Linked DNA regions of Rattus norvegicus: region 1 is linked to region 2. A link is a contact called in public Hi-C data. All regions are on one chromosome and are shown on one strand. The core of a region is the stretch at or near the end of the contact, and the rest is flanking DNA. Distances in the headings are between cores, read along the strand shown.

Region 1 (2,732 bases), core at 209-2,708, 110 kb before region 2:
CCTTTTTGTTTTGTTTTATATATGGGAACAGTAACTGTATTCCTATATGGAATGCTCGTAACCATATGCATAAGATTGCCAGCAAAATGACATTGACAACTCTTGAGATTAAGACTAAGGACAGAAATCGGAGTCCTATAGCCATTTGCTGTCTGTTGGGGACACATGTAGCAAAATCAGTAGTCAGAGGATGGCCTTTTCTCCATGAGTTGGCCTTTTAGTCTTATTCATGTTTCAACTGGAGAGTTATAAGAGTTATAAAAGAAATTGTTGGAAATCCCAACCCGTAGAACTCACAAACCTTGGGAGAATTTTTGACTCACCCATTTGGTGTAGCTTTATGGCTTAGAATTCCCGGCATACAACAGTAAATAACTTTCCCCAGCCGCTGGCATGGTGTGTAACCTCCTTGGGGTAGGTTTGGGTCGGGAAGCACAGTAAAGGGCTAATCTCTACTGAGCATTTCATTTGGTCTCGATGTGTGTGCTGCCACAGAAAACATTCAAATATTGAGAAACTGAGACGTCTTGCCATCTAATATTGTGCAAGTGAAACTTAATACCCAGAGTATTCGTTTTTCAATGGCTGACTCAATGTTTTAGGAATGCTTCGCGTGCCTCTTTTGCACAGTTTTATCGTTTTTATTTTCCTACATAGTTTGGTTTGAAAGCAGATGATATATACCCACCAAGTAAATAAACATTGTTTTTATTTCACTTGGTGAATTTTTTCCACTTATTTTATGCAGACAAATTAAGGTTGTATTCCCCGTTGTAATAGATTATGTCTTTGTACTCATTAAGAAATATTGCTCTTTCTGATTTTCTTTTCTTTCTTTCTTTCTTTCTTTCTTTCTTTCTTTCTTTTTTTGTCATGTAACACTTTTTTTTTCTTCCGCTCTCCTCTTGTATTCATTGTATGGAAAGTGGACCTCACACATAGTTCTACAGTTGCCTAGAAACTGTGGTTACCATGGCAGTTGCAGCTTGATATATGAGTACATCTGGCCCTGCTTCCAAAGCTATGAGTGGATTAATGCATCTGAGAAAAGTACCAGCACAGTATAATCTTTAGTCTTTGCCGTGCATAGCGCACGTCATTCTGTTGTAACTTTTCTAAGGTTTATTACAGCCATTAAAGCAGTGGTGCCTGCTTCTGTGTTTAGTTTTCATATTTCAGGCCAAGCTCTGCAAACAGCACTCCGTTAATCTACAGCCAAGCCCTCTGTCAATACTGCTTCAAACCCAAAAGTAAAGGGACCTGCTGATTATGCTTTATGCATTAAAGGAGAAGAATATTCAAAGAAGAAGAGCTTTACCACTTGTTGATTGAATACATGGTTCTCTTCTTTGTCTATCCGTGAGCAAAAAGCTGATGTCGCCTTTGGCTTTACACTGAGGTCATAGCAGAACACGGAAGTCACAGGTCCAAGGCTGACATAGCCTCTGTCCTAGTTCAGTGTTGGATGCTGCCTGAGTAGAGTTGCCCTTCTCTAGTCAGCAGCATGCACTGACAGAAGCCGGGTCAGAGGAAGCATAGCCGTGGTTATACGTGTGTCGGGAGGGTGCATATATGACCAAGCTTGCTTTCCAGGTTTGGCTTCATGTCTGGGCTGAACCGGAATGCCCCCAGTCTATTATTTTGGTTGCTGCTTGTCATTGGCATGGGTTCTAAGCTCAGCTAACCTGTAAGATGTTCTCCTCACCTGTCCCTAGAAACATGTCTGTCCAGTGTGTGAGGATTACGGGAACCATGACAGTCACATCTCTTCTTGTTTACTTTGGATCCTAGGCTCTACTTTCTTGTCCATATATGGTGGACTGCTGGGCTCAGTTCTCTTTGGGCTTAAAAGGATAAAGCCAAGATTGTTACTAATAGCCTTGATTATATAAATGTATTTCAGTGAGTGATGGGTGGGTAGGACTGAGGTAAATGCTGATTTGTCTCCAGAAGACGGATGTACAGGTCTGGCAAAGGCATAGCATAAGCTTTAAAATTTGTCTTTTTTTCTTTGCATGTGCGCACACACACACATGGAAACAGTGCACACAGACACACACACACACACACACACACACACACACACACACACACACACAGCCAGTGTGGATGTAAATGGGAAGCCACTAAACCCTCCACGTGTCTTGTGTCATCGTGGGCTCTCCTAGATAGTCTGTGGTGTTTTGATTCTCTGCTGTTTTCTTTCCATCAACTTTCCATACTCAGTGAACTTCTGCATTGCTGTGTTCTTCCCTCTGAGGAATAAAATTTTGCAACTCAATTTTCCAGAACCTTCCAGCTCTTACATTGCAAAACTAAGTAAGTCTGGCTTCTACCTGATGAAGCTCTCTGTAGTGTGGACCTTTGGACGGTGGTCACCAGGTCATGATGGCCGCTCCTATCGAATGATTCCTGACACCCAAAATATGATAGTAACATTGAAGAATTAATACCTGGCATCTTCCTGTCTGCACTTACTATAACACAGGAATCCACACAAGCACCTTGTGCTGCTACAAAGAAATGGAAGGCTTAGAGTGTGGGGAAAATGGGTTTACTGAGCTTATTAGCTGGAGGGTATACGTGTCACTATTAACTAATAATGAATTTTGTACAAGACACTTGATACAAACCTCGTGACTCCCTGGAGGGCCTTAACTTTAATTAGGAACAAAAAGTCACAAGCTAGCATGGCTCAAACTGCTAGATGATCTAACTCTAACTTACTGGCT
Region 2 (2,923 bases), core at 346-2,845:
TGGGCCAAGCATATTCAAACTATCACACAGTGTTTGGCCATTAAATTCACTTGAAGCCCACTCATATAATCCAGACCATAATTAAGGTGGCTAGGTGCGAGCAAGGAGTCTACCAGGCATACATGGTTGTTAAGTTTTAGCTAAGACCATTAGTATTAGTTCTATCCCCCAGGAAAAGCACTATTTGTTCCTGTGTTGGCCACTGCCTTTTACAAAACCGTAGCTTCCGCAAAGCCACAGCCATTCATGCTGTTTTAAATTTGACTTTAGGAAAGAAGTTGAATATTCTTTTTTTTTTTTTTTTTTTTTGACTCGGGTGTTCTCAGTTCATGGAATCCCCGGGCTGTAACCATGAAGCATGACACCTCTGGTTGTCATCAGAGTTTGGGTCTGACATCCTGATAGGAGAGATACTCAGGCAGGACAAGGACTGCTCACGTTTTCAGGAGGGATGTTTATTTGCCATGGGCAGAGGTCGTGGAGGTTAACTTAGTGAAACAGGTGCCGGGACCCGATGATACCTAATTTGGTCAAAGAGCAAAGAGTGTGTAACATATCTCAAAGTCCTCCAGGGTGCACAGGATGTGGGACACTTCATGAAAAGCAGGAACACAGAGGTCGGGATTACAGGGTGCGGTTGCTGCATCTTGGATGAACACAATGTGGTTCCTGTTTCACTGGGTTGAGACGGAAACTTATGGGATGAGTTCGACTGCATCCATTACTAAGAGCTAAGCAGTACAAGGCACTGGATCGCTTGGGGTCCCAGTGTTCTTATGTATAAAATGAGACAAGGAGAAGACTCAGGGAACAGTTAGGAGAGCAAGGCAGAATGAGGAAAATGTGAGGAAAATGCTCATTAAAAAAAGAAAAGAGAAAAAAAGAAAGAAGAAAAAAAAAAGTCTTTTAATAATCCCAGGCACCTTCGGATTCATTCAGGTTTTACTGAGAATTCTCACCAGTTCAAAGGAGTTTTTCTAAGACAGCAACCCTGATTTTCCCTCACCTCACTCCATCTCTTGCCTTGGAGGGAAAAGAAAGAGATCGTGGGAGAGGGGGAGGGGGAGGGGGAGGGGGATGGAGTATACACAGCCTTAAGATTTCCCACTGGTTTTCCTGCACTGTGGGGTCTGTCTTAACGATCCAACCACAGCTTAGGTGATCCTCGGTGACCCTACTGGCACGGAAGGGTCTAAGGATCAGTTCTGTCTGGACCCATGCAGGTTGGAAGTGAGTCCTCTTCCCAGAGTGGTACTGGGCCCTTGGGACTCCCGGATTCAGCCTTGTGCTAGGTCACCCACTTGGGAAGGCGACAGTGGGACCTAGGGAGCCTGAGGTCGAGGTCCACGCGCGTCAGGAGAGTGACACCAGCGCCCCCGAGTGCCCGGGCCACGCGCAGGGCCCGCCAGGCTGGCGCGCCATCCTCCCCGCCCCCCGCACCGCTCCTCCCGGTCCCCACCCTCCTCCTCCGCCCCCACCCCTCCCCCGCTCCCCCGCTCCCCGCCCCACCGCGTCCCAGCCGCCCCGGCCGAGAGCGCAGGCGGCCCTACCACCGCACCTGCAGGGCGCTCGCTTCCTGCAACCGCTCGGCACCGCTGGACCCCAGCCTTTCTTCGCTTTCGCCTCGCGGTCGATGACTCCCTAGACCCCCTGGCCTACGATCATGACCACGTCCCTGCAAGATGGGCAGAGCGCCGCGGGCCGGGCGGGCGCCCAGGACTCGCCGCTGGCAGTGCAGGTGTGCCGCGTTGCCCAGGGCAAGGGAGACGCCCAGGACCCGGCTCAGGTCCCCGGACTGCACGCGCTGTCCCCGGCCTCAGATGCGACCCGCCGCGGTGCCATGGACAGGTAGGAAGCTTCGTGAGGGTGTCCGGGTCAGCAACCCGCTTTGGGGTGTGGAGGCGGCCCAGGGGTGAGTGTGTGCCCGAGCCCGACCAAGTTTGGAAAAGTGTCTGAAGACAATTCCCTTGGAGCCGCCTCCCGCGGGGTCAGCAGGGCATCGCGATCTCCAGGTGCCCTGTTATAAATAGCATCAGGGGGTGGTGAAGAGCCGTCTGTCTCGCCTTTGCCCTTTGGTATGAACCAGGAGGCTACACTCCAAGCTGCTGGGTGGCCCTCTTCCAACTACACTATAGGCTTCAAAAATCCAAGCTTGAATGTGTTCACCTCCCACGTAGATAGTCTTCCAAGGACCCTGGAGAGGCAGAGCAGGGATCGACATTTGAGCAGTCTTTATGTTCCACCAGAACAGAGGCTTTCCAAGGTTTCTCATCTCCACAGCAATGGGCATTAAGTGCCTTTGGAGTTGTCGTACATTAGGAAAGAAAAAGGTGAGAACAGCTTAAGAATCTGGCCCCTTTCAGTCACGCATGTAAATACCACTCTTGCTTCTTTGTCAGGATCGCAAAGCACTCTGACTTCAGTCAAGTTAAAATAACTCCCCAGTGGCCTAGCGTATACTCCTGCTAGCACATCCTATTGACTTACCTTCCGAGAAGCACTGCCTTGATGTTCCGTATCTATAAGCACTTGAAAAAATTAGCAGACGGTGTGTGGGCAATATTGTGAATGAATTTCCAAGTGAGATGAACCACATCTATATTTAATAAATCATAACTTCCAGCAGTGATGAGTAAAAAAATTACTGGGGGTGTGAGTTCACTGCATGTAACTTACAGATTTTTGTCAATTTAATAGGCGCCAGGAAATGGCACACTCCTCTGGGTAATGTTTGCATAAATCATGATGTAGGCTGAGTTGGTGTTCAGGAAAATCCTAAGTACAGGAAATGAAGTGTCCATGCCTCCTGAGGTTTTTTTTTTCTCCTCCTCCTTCTTTTTCTGGGTGTGCTCCTGAGGTGGGGTGGGGCAGGTGCTATAGAATTATTTGTGGTAATTGGCATATTTTGACCCATGGATACTGC

The links. Hi-C and Micro-C count contacts between places; a contact is called where the count stands out from the background.
Region 1: a Hi-C map of liver shows a contact between it and region 2, with 3 times the contacts expected there. The contact joins the enhancer-like site here to the promoter of Grb14 in region 2. A contact is called at or near these places in 9 of 12 Hi-C or Micro-C datasets (the Rat2 cell line, Schwann cells, frontal cortex and 5 more).

Annotation. Positions count from the first base shown.
Region 1 is chr3:70,200,292-70,203,023 of GRCr8, reverse strand. The region is part of intron 6 of Cobll1 (cordon-bleu WH2 repeat protein-like 1); the gene reads left to right. The region is part of intron 2 of LOC120101557 (a long non-coding RNA gene); the gene reads right to left. Among named protein-coding and RNA genes, the nearest start is that of Grb14, 110 kb to the right of the region's middle. Within about 2 kb of position 1,458, at least 20 of the 93 cell types and tissues checked have an H3K27ac peak or open chromatin away from gene starts, as enhancers often do. A contact at or near this core is called in liver and prefrontal cortex, where this site is marked.
Region 2 is chr3:70,090,593-70,093,515 of GRCr8, reverse strand. It overlaps Grb14 (growth factor receptor bound protein 14), which reads left to right and starts at 1,595. Exons shown (of 14, transcript NM_031623.2): 1 at 1,595-1,848. The coding sequence starts at 1,664.